2 separate regions of the Mus musculus genome follow, and region 2 is linked to region 1. Evidence: chromatin contacts called from public Hi-C data. All regions are on one chromosome and are shown on one strand. The core of a region is the stretch at or near the end of the contact, and the rest is flanking DNA. Distances in the headings are between cores, read along the strand shown. Region 1 overlaps Nipbl (NIPBL cohesin loading factor). Region 2 overlaps Skp2 (S-phase kinase-associated protein 2).

What was found. Hi-C and Micro-C count contacts between places; a contact is called where the count stands out from the background.
Region 2: a Hi-C map of liver shows a contact between it and region 1, with 2.3 times the contacts expected there. The contact joins two enhancer-like sites. A contact is called at or near these places in 2 of 484 Hi-C or Micro-C datasets (liver and myeloid progenitors).

The regions. Positions count from the first base shown.
Region 1 is chr15:8,287,255-8,294,038 of GRCm38.p6, reverse strand. It overlaps Nipbl (NIPBL cohesin loading factor), which reads left to right. Exons shown (of 47, transcript NM_027707.3): 45 at 781-955; 46 at 1,714-1,902; 47 at 2,449-4,215. The coding sequence ends at 2,814. Among named protein-coding and RNA genes, the nearest start is that of Gm52208, 11 kb to the right of the region's middle. Within about 2 kb of position 1,383, at least 7 of the 459 cell types and tissues checked have an H3K27ac peak or open chromatin away from gene starts, as enhancers often do. A contact at or near this core is called in liver, where this site is marked.
Region 2 is chr15:9,108,237-9,115,150 of GRCm38.p6, reverse strand. It overlaps Skp2 (S-phase kinase-associated protein 2), which reads left to right. Exons shown (of 10, transcript NM_013787.3): 10 at 1,284-3,169. The coding sequence ends at 1,497. It overlaps Nadk2 (NAD kinase 2, mitochondrial), which reads right to left. Exons shown (of 13, transcript NM_001040395.4): 13 at 4,655-6,914. The coding sequence ends at 6,794. Among named protein-coding and RNA genes, the nearest start is that of Skp2, 29 kb to the left of the region's middle. Within about 2 kb of position 1,425, at least 5 of the 459 cell types and tissues checked have an H3K27ac peak or open chromatin away from gene starts, as enhancers often do. A contact at or near this core is called in liver, where this site is marked.

The DNA of each region.
Region 1 (6,784 bases), core at 134-2,633:
GAGTCACTAAAAATCTGAAACAGGTTTACAAGCAGTTTTTCTGGCCATTATATAGACAATGAAAAATCCAAAGAGTCAAAATGAGGGGTTGATAAGTTAGCTCAGTAGATAAAGTGGATCTTACCTCTGAACCTGACACTGTGAGACTCATCCCCAGACCCAACATGATGGAAGGGAGAACTGACAGCCACATGTGCACATACATAAACAAAATTGTAGTAAATAAATGAACGTGAAACCAAGGAAGTAAGACCAGTAAGGTGACGAGGTGCATAAAGGTGCTTGCAACCAAGCCATGGTCAATCTCCAGGCCTCCACAGTGAGAGGAGAGAGCTAATTCCTGTGAACTGTCATCTGGCCTCCATGCACGTGCAGAGGTGACACACACACCTGCAGACACGCCCCAATAAATGTTCAGAGTTCTTCCCACAGAAAAGAACCAAAAGTTAGCCGGCACACCAGTTAATTGGACTCAGTTGTAAGAAAGATCGTTGTAGTCTATAAAAAGACGGAAGACACTGATTTCAAGACGACAGCATTTACTGTAACCTGGACTCTCAGTCTGTCCCTCCTCAGAGCCAGGTGCCTTGTTCTCGTCCCCATCAGTACAGACATCGCTGAGAGCAAAGGGGCACTCAGTTGATGTTGACTTCTTTCTTCTCACTGGGTGAGATCTGTAGGATTTAAAACTTGAGTCATTATTAAGAAAGAAAGAGTTAGAATCGGTTTAAGTATGTGCATGAACTTTTTTGAAATTCTGATTTTATATTTCCAAAACAGTAAAATTCAAAAATATTCTCCATCTGAATCTGCAAAAGTGTATGATAAAGCCATTAATCGGAAAACAGGGGTTCATTTTCATCCCAAACAAACACTGGACTTCCTGCGAAGTGACATGGCTAATTCCAAACTGACGGAGGATGTGAAGAGGAGCATCGTAAGGCAGTACTTAGACGTGAGTACCGAACTCAGGAGCATCCCGGGCTGGCTGTTGGGCTAACTTTCCCACTGTTCCCACCACGGTGCACAGCCAAAGACGGAGGATTGCTTAACAGAGTGAATGGCTTATGTCCTTAAAAGTTAAAGCCATGGGTCCCTTACCCTCCTGGCCATTTTCCTCTCCTTTCTGGCAACTAATTGGTTTTCCTTGTATTCACCCGCCCCCAATCCCACCGCCTCTCTCAGTAGTATCCCTCTGTCTAGCCCTGGCTGTCCTTGAACTCACAGAGATTCCACTGCACACTGGGTGCTTGGGTGAAATGTGTGCACCTAGCTTTTCTTGCATATATGCTTGGATGGTGGATGGGTGGGTGTGGTAGTACATGCCTTTAACTCCAGTACTGAGTCCAAGGCCTGTCAATTAATAGTCAATATTTATTTCCTGAATGTTTGTTGACTTGGACACACCTCCAAGCAAACTATGGGTCTTGATCCAAATCGAGCCTCTGTTGTAAAGTTGTAATGACATGGCCATGATCAGTCTATATGCTTTCCTACAGCAGTGGGGAGCTGTAATTGCAGCAGGAACCATATGCCCACCAGCCCCAAACGCAGTGCCTGTCATTCTGCCTCTGTACAGAAAAGACTTGTCAGTCCCTGATTTGCACAGTTAGCCATGGTCTCTTTCACCCACTCTAAACCACCACCATAGAAAACATCTAAATCTGGCAGTGTTGTTTAAATATTTACAGAAAACTCTCAATCTTGTTTTAGTTTAAACTTCTCATGGAACATCTAGACCCTGATGAAGAAGAAGAGGAAGGAGAGGTGTCAGCTAGCACCAATGCTCGGAACAAAGCAATTACCTCGCTGCTTGGAGGAGGCAGCCCTAAAAATAACACAGCAGCAGACACAGAAGATGAGGAGAGTGATGGGGAGGATAGAGGAGGAGGCACTTCAGGGGTGAGGCGGAGGAGGAGTCAACGTATTTCCCAGCGTATTACGTAAAATGATTTTTATGTGCTTATGTGTGTCAGTCTATTAAATGTACTCCAAGTAATGTAATGCTTATAAAACAAAGCAGTTTGTAGATAGATTCTCTACTTAACCATTTATACAGCCTTTTGTAGAAAGTTTAACATAAAAGATAATAAAAAACCAGAAATGAGATTTATTCAGCATAAAGGATTAATAATTTTTTGGATTGTATTAATGTGTGCTATCCTTTTTATTGTTGCTAAGTTTTATGTAGCTTTATGGTTTATATGTACATATAATAATTTTATATATCAAGAGTAAAGACACGGGTACAAATTAAAAGCTATATGGTTTTACAAGTATACGTTAACCCCTTGGCGCTGGCGGTCACGGTGCGTCTCATTGCCGGCAATGGAATGTGCCGGGGAATCCCAGCTCCCGGCGTCAAGGGATTACAAGCAATAAAAACGATAATTTCACTAAAATTCTTTTGTGTAACACTTGGTCTTTTTTCCCCTCCCAATGTTTTAGTCATTGAGAAGGTCAAAACGAAATTCAGACTCTACGGAGTTGGCAGCACAGATGAATGAAAGTGTTGACGTCATGGATGTCATCGCTATTTGCTGTCCAAAGTACAAAGACCGACCACAGATTGCAAGAGTAGTACAGAGAACCAGCAGTGGCGTCAGTGTCCAGTGGATGGCAGGCTCCTACAGCGGCTCCTGGACGGAGGCCAAGCGCCGCGATGGCCGCAAACTGGTGCCTTGGGTAGACACTATTAAAGAGTCAGACATTATTTACAAAAAAATTGCTCTAACGAGTGCTAATAAGCTGACTAATAAAGTTGTTCAGACTTTACGATCCCTGTATGCCGCCAAGGATGGGACTTCCAGCTAATGAATTTGTACATGCAGCCAAATTTACAGGAATTTTTTTAAAAAGGCAAAAAAAAAAACTTGAATTATCAACATTCTGGCAAAAAAAAATCAGTTTTTTGAAGAGTGGAACCTGGGATGCAGGAACAAAGGAAGGAATGTTGGGCAGACATTTTTGTGGGAGCTCCCTTCGCTGTTGTGCAGCAGAAACGTCTCTCGGTTCGTTTTTACTCCCACTGTATTATAGTTTAACAAAATTGTTTATATCTTGGAAAAAAAAACTTTCTGTTTAAAAAATAAACAAGTGAATGTTGGAAATTAGTCTGTTAATGTTCTTAATAAAGTGTTCTTGGAGTTGAACCTAGCAGCGGATGGCTTTCTTTAGCTTAGCCCAGTTTCCAGGGAAGCGTTGTTTCTCCAGGCTGTAAAATGGCAGACTCTCCTGGATATATAATTTATTCTGTTGAGAAAAAAAAAAGCATGCAGTATCTATGACCTATCTGCAGAAGGAGTTTTTGTAAATGTAGATTTTGTTGTATTAGGTCACCCTGAAAACAGTACAAGAAAAGGGGTCCCCAGGCACTCTGGTGGAGCGAATACTGCAATAAATTTTTTTACTTCTCTTTGTTACTTGTCTGTTTCCATTTGAATTTCTTATTGTAAAGATCTGTTTAAATCCATTTATATTATTTTGCAGTCTTTTATGTAAAATTTATTATATCATTGGTTTTCAAAGCAAAACATAAAATATTGTTTATACAGTTTGTACAGGCTGACTTCTGAATAATTGGTATCTATTATTTTCATTCCCATAAGAGGGTGTAAACAACTCCAGGGTTTTATTGTATCCTGCAATATTTAGTATTAACTATATATGATTTAGCACTGTGCCAAACACATTTTCAAGAGTACATTTTGATATAAAAAGAAACTATAGTTTATTCCTTGTATGCTTCCATTTCTTTCTAGTGATGTCATGATGGTAATACTTATTTTTTAAACCATGGGGAAAGATAACAATTCTGCTATTTTGGAAAAACAGCATTTCTCTTAAAGTGACGCCATGTTATTTTAAAACTAGAGTTGAAATAAGTGTGACACTTTCTAGTTAAACACACTACATTTTGACACACTATTTTTAATGCCGAGAGTGCTTTTACTAGTTGGGATGTTCATTTTGTAGCCTACAAGTTTTATATGCATTTTCAGAGCAATTGTCATATAGATTAGCTACAAATACCTCAGCTAAATTGGGAGGCTATTATATGTACTGATTTTTAAATCACTTTGGAAAAAAAAATGACCTCTAAAATGTTAAATTTTATGAAATCAGCAAGTAAATGGCCATCCTCAGTGTGTGAGGACCAGTGGCGCCCAGCGGCGACCTCCTCTTTGTGAACGCCTATTAAACACGATGAAAACACCTCCGAGCTCTACTTCCTATGTGGGATCTTTCAGAACGTCTCCTTGAAGGCCGTGGTGGCTCTCTTCCCCTGACTGCGTGGGCTTTCCTCTTTACTGTGCATTCATTCTCTACGAGGAAAATAGGGTGGATTTACTCTGGAGTTTGGTTAGGTCAAAAATAAGCTTGAGATCGCTTATAATGTAGCAATCTATCCATAAGGGTAAAACATCATCTAGTTAACAAAGTCCAGCCTAGAGAGTATTAAATATGAGGCAAGTGTAAAAGCCAACTCTTCCTGCTATGTGTCTGCTGGTGCTGTCACTCACTTCTTGAAAGATGCTACAATGTTTCCTTCGCAATCTGTAGATGAGGATGTTTAGGCACAGAGCATCAGTGTGGAGGTTCAGTATTGAAATCTGGAATGGGCACACCTGTGCCGCGTGTGCTACTGCTTTGCTTGGGTGGCAAGCATTAAGTTGAATATCCTTCCCCAAAAGTATTTTGTCTCCCTGGGTATACATACAAGGTGGTCCACACCTTTAATCCTAGCACTTGGGAGGCAGAGGCAGGTGGATTTCTGAGTTGGAGGCCAGTCTGGTCTACAGAGTGAGTTCCAGGTCAGCCAGGGCTATACAGAGAAACCCTGTCTCAAAAAAAAAAAAAAAGACACAGTATCACTATGTAGCCTGTGTGGGCCGGGACCTATCTGCAGCCCAGGGTGACCTAAATTTATTCCCCCACCTCATCCTCCCATGTGCCATAACTATAGGCATCCACCACACACCTGGCTGGGGATCCTTTTAAAGTCAGCATTAGAGCAAACATCCTGAATAAATCTGCTGCCTTGGTCAGAGGCAGATTACTTACTGTTGACTATTTATTGCAATTTCAGGAATTTTTTTTTCATAGTTTCAAAGCTGTTAGTAATGCTATCACAAATCTGAGAGAATGATGATTCTACATATGTGACCAGAGCGTTCAAAAAGTTGGCAGTCTCTCAGAGGTGACCATTAAGTGTTAACAGCACTGAAGGTCGCAGCTGTGGCTGTCAAGCATAGAAAATTCACGTCATGTATAGGGGGAGGTGGGCTACAAAGTTCAGTCTTATCTGCTTTCTTGATTAACTACTATAGTGTAGGGATTTGTAGTGAAGATAGTATAGAAACGCTCAGGCCTGAGGACATTAGGCCAGCCAAGGCTGCACAGTGAGACCCCGGTGGAAAAAAAAAATTTTTTTCAACTACACTTTTTGTTCTATATTTATAACATTTATCTATATTTTAACACTCAAATTATCTTACTACTTTAACAAAGAATGTCTAATTTTTAAAAGATACCCATATGGAAATATACATGGCAGAAAAGTCCATACAATGTTCTAGAGCTTAATAATCTAGAATCTTAATAATCTGACAGCCTTTAGGAAAAAAATTTAACAGTTTACTGCTCGCTGTGGCTGAGTGACTTCTTTGCCTGTAACATTGCAGCAGTTTTTGAATGGTTTGTCTGATGAACACAGGTAAGTCAGGCTGCCATTTCTTTCCTTTTGTTTATTACACGTGGTGGCTAAGGATGCCAGGCTGGGATCTTAGATGAGTACTGGGGATCCGAACTCAGGACCTCATGCTTGCATGACAAGTACTTGGTGAATGAGCCATCATCTCCTCAGTCTCCGAAGCCGAGTTTCTAGTGATCTTCTCAGAGTTTAGGAAGTAAACGAAGGGACTGGTGTTTCCCGGCCCCGCGCTTTTGGCTTCACAGAGGAATCCTGGTCATTACTGTGAGGTCCAGCTGGTTTTGTATCTTCAAAACTGGTCAAGACAAACGAATAAGCTTTGCCCACTTGTCAGACGAGGGTCAGGATGTGCAGTACCACCTCCCTGGTGCTGGGATTAAGTGTGACTCAACATTTAAACTCCATCTAACTCCTGTGCAAAAATAACAATATGTGAACGTTTGATAGTCATGCTCTATAGCAATCTTTGTTAATGCCGTGATGCAGAGTCTGCCTAGTATGGATAAAGGAAACACAAAACTAAAAAACTTACCTGTTCGAATTTTTGCTGTTTGCTTCACTCAATTTTGGCTAATTCCTTTAATGCTATGTATAATTTTCATCTGTAGAAGTATATTTATTGCACATTGATTTTTTTTTTTTTTACTAAATTTAAATTTCCTTTCCTAAACATACGCTGGCTCTTTATGAGAAATGGCCTTAAAATAACTGAGTGACAGTTTGATATGATAGTTCTAACCAATTGTATTGACTAAATGGTCATTAAAACCTAGTGAGTAGTTCACAATAACCCTGTCTTCTCTGAACACTGAGGCAGAAGGATCTCATTTGAAGACAGCTGAGCCAGGCCGGGCCAGGCCAGGCCTCAGAAATCAGGCCAGAAGTGTAAGCGCACGGGGCAGCGTGAGCACTTGCCTAGGTTTAACTCCTGCTGTGGGGGAGACATTCTAACAGTGGGGCAGTACCATCAGACAACCTTTTCTTTTGAAAATATCAATACTGTGTGGCTTGGCTGCTGACAATGGGGCATTGTGCCTTTTTTTTTTCTTATTTGAATTTTTTTTAATTAAA
Region 2 (6,914 bases), core at 176-2,675, 820 kb before region 1:
GAACTCGATGCCCCTTATAAGCCAACACATTTCATTTCTACGTCCTGCTTCTATTTACCAACTTACTCTGCATCTTGTACCCCACCACATGCAGTAGACAGTGTGGTGCTTACCTCTACCATTCATACACTAGAGGGGTAATGGGATGACCATGGAGCCTCGGCACAGATGGGCCTCAGATCTAACAAACCATCTGCTTTCAGCCATTCAGGGGGCATCAGTGCAGACAGGTGAGTAGCATGGACACTGTATAGAATATGCTGGAAGGCTGAGCCATTGGCAGCCAAGTGACAATACAAACCGGCTTTATTTGACTACATATTGACTGTGACAACATAAAGGTCACTGCTGTGCTCACTGATCCCCTGGGGGGGTGGGGATGGGGGTTGCTGAATTTCCAAAATAAACATTCCCTGTCCTTCGACTTTGCACTATGTCCCAACCTAGAACAAACACAGACCAGGGAGATGAAGCTGGGCATACAGACCTGTTTAAAAAGAATCGGCACCAAAACCCAGAAAGTGTTTTCTTTAGATAATCAGGGTCACGTTTGTGTGACCCTCAGATCTCACCGATAACAAAACTGTATATCGGGTAACATGAAATGTATACAAAAAAGGCCTGTCTACCAGTAATAGGGGAAAAATATGGAAAGAAAAGGTCATTGTCTGCTGTAAGTTGGTATCCCAGATTTTTATATGTAGCCTGTGTAATCCCATGTAGAGAACACCTTAAGGAAGTCACTGGTGGGTTTCGGTGAAGCAAGGCCTCGGTGAACCATTGTTAAGCCGCCATCAGGTCTGTGGGTGGCCTCTGTTGAGAGTGCATAGTTCAAAGAAAGATCATGGCCAGATACCTAACTTCCATGTGTTACATCACAGTGAAATGTTGACCATGTCTGGCTTGCTAGCTCCCGTATCACAGCAGACCTTCCAGAGAGCTATGTGGACTAAGAAAGGTGGCAAATTCCAGCTCAATTTAAAAAATTAAATAAATAAAAATGAAATAAAAAATTAAAACTACATAGTTCCACGGGAGCCGCCCTGAATGAAACGCACAGGCTTGGTTCTGGACCCAAAGGTCGGGTCAGGTCTGGACCCTCACGGCGGGTCAGGCTGCTTTATATCCCCGCTTTTTTTCCCCCTGGATTATTTCCATAAATCACTTCTTACAGATGATGTCAGTAGGCTGCATTTTGTAGACCAATATAAGTGATAGACAATGGGCTGTAATAACTAGTCTGACAACTGCCATACCTCCTGGAATTTGCTCTTCCTTTGCAGTGAACTTGGAGAAATTCCTACACTAAAAACGCTACAAGTTTTTGGAATCGTGCCAGAGGGAACCCTTCAGCTACTGAGGGAAGCTCTTCCTCGGCTGCAGATTAACTGCGCCTATTTCACCACCATTGCAAGGCCAACTATGGACAGCAAGAAGAACCTGGAGATTTGGGGTATCAAGTGCCGACTGACTCTGCAAAAGCCCAGTTGTCTATGAAGTGCTTACCGCAGGGCGGTGTTTCCTCTGGAACGAGGAAAGCAGGCAGCAAGTCCGCATGCTGGAGACCTTGGTTACTCTTCCTATTGGCTTTGCCTTAGCCTTCACTTTATATGTATGTTAGGGAACCATTTGCGAGGGGGACAGCCACGAAGTGTTACTTTTTCAAAACTATAGAGCCGATTCTGTCAGTGCTGTGCCCTAAGGGCCTAAGCGGCAGGTCTTTGGAGATTTTAGGAGAGCCTATGATTTCAGCATGCTTTTTTAAAAGCGACATTTGAGCCAACTCTTCCAAGTGCCCTTCTAATTAAGTCTATTTAGACCCAAGTTTTAAAAATTACCCGTGGCTAACAATCTTCATGGTGTTTGTCATAACTTTCTATCTATTTAATTATTCAGTATTTTATAAAACTTGACTTTGAAGAATAAGCTATATGTACGGTGAGCTGGGCGGAAAGCAGCAGAGGCTGGTAGCATTTGAGGTGGTCTTTTCTGGGATTAACACATTTCAACTCTGTGCAGGCATGAGGTTAGTTTCACAGCAGCACAGGAGTGCATGATGTACCTAAAACTCTAAATGAGAAAACAAAAACACAGAGACACAGCCGGAAGCAGGACAGGATTGGTGCAGGATTGAAAACCTCAAAGGCTGTTCTCTAAAAGCAGGTTAATATGAAGAAGTATCCTTTAATGTTTTTAGGAATTCTACCATGTTTCCAGAATCTTAAATTAGGTGAGAAAATCTACTTGTGTGCTTTTTAAACTTTATAATCAATGTATGTTACAATATATGTGGGTTGTTTAGCTTTTTAAACTTACTTGCTTTGTTTTAGGAATGTGATATTATTCTAGTCAGCCTTCTGAAAAGTCGGATAGAATTCCGAGCTGATCGGGTGTGCTGATCGTTCCTTTAGTACTGCGGTTATTTTTTACATTACTCTGAAATCAAGAACTTGAAATTCTTTTAAGTGGTCTTAAACAGTAATCGCTTGAAACTGCCCGTTAGGTTACTGGACCTAAAATTGTTAGGTTGAACTGATTTCTGTCCATCGGCAATCTACACGGGAAGCGTGCGCATGTGCAGCTTCCGACCCGGGAAGCGTGCGCATGTGCAGCTTCAGAGCAGGTGCCGCGGCTTGCACTTCACCTAAGTGTTTAAGAATCACGGGGCATTAAACCTTTTGATAACATATGGTTTTTTTAGCACTTGATACACAGAAGCAAAGGGATCAAATTGTGTTTCTTAAAAAATGAAAAGAAAAAAAAGAATTAAGGCAGTTACCTCTGTAGAGTATTTCCGTGCTACAATCCATTTCTATTAACTTCATCAAAAACTTTTAGTTAACAACATGAAGTGCCTTCATCTGCTCAGACCTAAAGAACATTTTAAGTGTCACACAAGAATGGTCATGCTTCAATCCCCTAGTAGTTAAAAGAGTGCTAACTACTACTTGAAACTATTGTTTACACATTAGTGATGGGCTGATGGCGGGCTCTGGCCTCCAGATGCCCTCAGACATACAGTACCTGTTCTTCCTTACGCAAGTCCAGCTGTGAGCTATTTTTGCCAACATGTCGCGGTAATACATGTCGCAGTAATCTGTATTTTTGTATGTGATTTCTACTTTTATAGACTGATTTTAAAATAAATACATTTTTATAAGAACAAGTACTTGAGCTGCTTTTTATATCCTTTTCTGCAGTCCTTCAATTTAGAAAGCATCCATTTGGGTTGCCATTTAGGTCAGATAAAGATTTCAGCCACCTGTCCTGTTGTGAGTAATCAAAGTGAGGTCGCAGTGCACCTGTTGGCCTCCATGTGCTGTCAATGACACTTAGGAGATATTTTTATTCCACTGTCGCAGCCTGTGTTGCTTTAGACAGTGTGAATAGCTCATGCCTGAGCTTCCAATAGCTGAGTCCGTTTGAACCTTTCATTCCCAGGTCTACTGATGGCTTTTTAACAATACCATTATGGTCCTGATTTTGTTTTTAGTGATGGGAAATGTAAAGTACACCCACTGAGCCTCCTCATGCGTTCCAGCATCCGGGCAGGACTCATTGCTCTGCTTTCATCCATTCCCTCATACAAACATAAGTTTAAGACAAAACTCAAGTGATAGAGTTTTGGCATTAATTGTCAGCACTAAATATCAGAGTGGCATTGAAGCGCCGTCTCCCGAGTGTTTCCTTCTGTTTCTGAAATAAGACCGCAGTGGCTTTAAGATGTCTGTGTAGCCCCCAGCTGGCTTTGAACTTGGGATCCGCAGTCTCTGCCTGCCAGGTGCTTGCTGGGATCACAGGTTTGTAGCACCATTCCCAGTGTGTGTGTGTCTGTCTGTCTATCTACCTGCAGAGGCCAGAAAATGGGGGTCCTCTTTAGCTCCTTACCTAATAAATATGATTTAAAATGCCTTAAAGTCCACCTTCCTTAAAGTACAAAATAGCCTCCTTGTTGACTTATGCACTCCAATCCCTCATAGAGTAAAATCACTGCATTTGAGACTATAATTGGGAAGTCCTTTTGGAGACTTCCTCTTTTGAAATAGGCTCTTACCGTAGAGCCCAAGCAGGCTTTAGCTCTCAGGTTTACCCTTACCCTCCAGATGGTTAGGATTACAGTTTGTAGGTGTACTGAGTCCTCTTACTTCATTGCATTAGTTGTTATCCCTGGGAGGTTTTTAATGCTCTTAAGTACAGGGATATAGAATAACGCAGTGGCAGGTGCCTCTCTTGATTTAAATTCTAAATTTATATTTTTTCCTATCTTAGCAGTTAAATGTCCTCCAAATACTTTTCATCATTCCGTTTGTGTCTGAAGACTGTATGCACACACGTGGGGGTGCCTCGGGGGCCAGCAAGTGTCTTGCTGCATCATTCTTAGCTTTTAAGACCATCTGTCCCTGAACCTGCACCTAGACTAGCAGCCTATGAGCTCCAGCAATTCTTTCTCTGCCACACACCCCTCCCCACTCCAGCTCCATCATCCATGCATCCAGCTGCACTTCCTTAATGCAGGCTAACTGCGACCAGTCAGCATTTTATGTGGCTACTGGGGAGCTGAACTCAGTTTGTCTTTCTATTTGTGTAGTAAGTCTTAAAGGCTTAAGCCATCTCCCTAGCCCCATACCCTTCATTTCTGAACGACACTTTAACTCAAGTGAATATAATTATTTGTTATTTTACTTACATAAAAATGAAATTGTTTTGTTATACAAAAGCTATCCATTCAAGAATATTAAAACATAATGGAACATCAAAAATACTGAACTAAGTTATATGAAAAATACATTTTTGAATTAATCATTCTGTCCTCTGAATAGACAGATTCACATAATCACTCTGCCACATAATGGCAATGAACTAAGTCTACAGTATACAGAATCACATGCCTGTGGGGATAAAGACTTGAAACATAGTATTCAGGGGAAAACTCGGGCTTTTATGTAGTGATTTCAGAAGAATTTAGGAAATAAGAAAACAAAGTAAAAATGGACAAAGGTTTAATTTTATTTGCATAAAGTGGTCATTAAAGGTTAACCCATTTAAAGACATTTTTGATATTCCAACATCCTTTGCCATTAGTCTATTACAAATAAATCCCTGCCTGCCACAGAGTAGAAGTTAGATTGTAGGCAGAGCATAATAAGTAATTTTAATACCTTTCCAAGGGTAGTTTAAGAACGATTTCACACAGCTCATTACCAATTAGTGGTACGTATAAATAGATGTGTGGTAAATCATGGACAACCAGATCTAGGTACATTAAAGATGAGAGTGGCATTTTTTTTCTAACAAGGTATTTAACTTTCATATAAAGGGATATCTTAAATATATCCATTTAAAAAAAAAAAAAAAGTTAAACTAGAAATTAGAGTTGGCTCAGATAAAAACACTTATTTCCTTCTATAGTCAAGGGAAATGTTCTAAATAAACACACAAACCCAGACAGATCTAAATTACCTCACACAGTGACATTCATTTTTCTTAATTGTTAAAGAGCAGCGTGTTGCGTTTGGCAAAGCTAAGAGCATTTGATCTCATCATACATCCTAGCTTTAGTTTTTTACTTCTGAGCTCACGAAGCTCAAGTTCCATAAACGGTCTATTTCGATGTCTATGCAACAATTCATTATATCATATATATCTATAACATGATACAGATATATACTTATATGGTAGATGGCACAGAATGAGTCTTCATATTGTCAATAAAAAAGGAAGTTCACCAACAACTGAAAATGCACAAGTCTGAAAAACCCAGCATGAAAATACCATCCATTATCTAGCAATGGAGAAGCTTTTCATGAAAACAAAATCAAGAATTAAAATAGTTTTCTCCAAAACTAAGAGTGGTTTTCATACCGGAAGATGGGGAAGCTGTTCATCCCGCAAAGCTATTGTTTAAATTTTAGAATACAGGAAATGGAAATCACAATACTAATTTAAGGCAATTCCAAAATTCTGTCTTAAGTCCCAGGTGTTTACTAGAGTCCATGCCCAATACTAAAGGAAGGGTCTTTGAACATTTTACTGAACAGAGCACAATCATTGATTATCCTTCTAATCCTTGATTTCATAATAGAAATCCAAAACCAAAATCAGGAAAGGGGCTATCGGACTCAGTTACTTGTCTGAACAATAATTGCTATGGAAATTAATACTTTACAAAGTGTCAATGACATGTCCCATAGATGTGTTTCATCTAGCACTGATGACACCCAAAACAAGTCAGAATTTGTCTACAAATAATCTGTTCCCATGGTTTCAATCAATAGTGATTCCATCATGGTTTCCTAGAATTAGAAAATTCTTAGCTATAGAAAACACATTTACCAACTTCAGTTAAGTCAACATCAGGATTTATCAAAATTCTCCATCATCAAAAATTTTTTTAAATCTTTACTTTTAAGTACTATAAAAATAATGTACTAATCAACTGATACACATGGCCAATTCCACAAAGTTAGGAAGAAAACAACACTTGTACAGTTAAATTTCAAATCCTAAATACTTAATCCTTTATTTAACCTGCCTCTAAAGAGTATCAATGCTCTTGGTTACCAACTGTAAATAATACAGAAGCTTTGACATAATTCTAGTCCATTTAGTCCGTCTCACGGTGAACAGCTCTTGTCTGTCAGAATCAGCAGGAGAGCACACGCGTCCCATTTTGTCACCTTGACTCTAGTGGTAGCCTGTCATTAAGAATCCTAACAAGGTCGGTGCATGGCTGGTCATCTGTATCTGCAGAAAAAAATGCCTACTAATCGCATGCAGCGCCTGAGGACGCCCTTCACTGCTCTAGAATCACAGTTCGAAGCTCATCTTCTTTATTGATCATCATTGAAGCAATTGCTCCGTCGTTAAACTCAAAAGACGTTCCTCCATCCACAACCATGCAGGCATCCCAACAT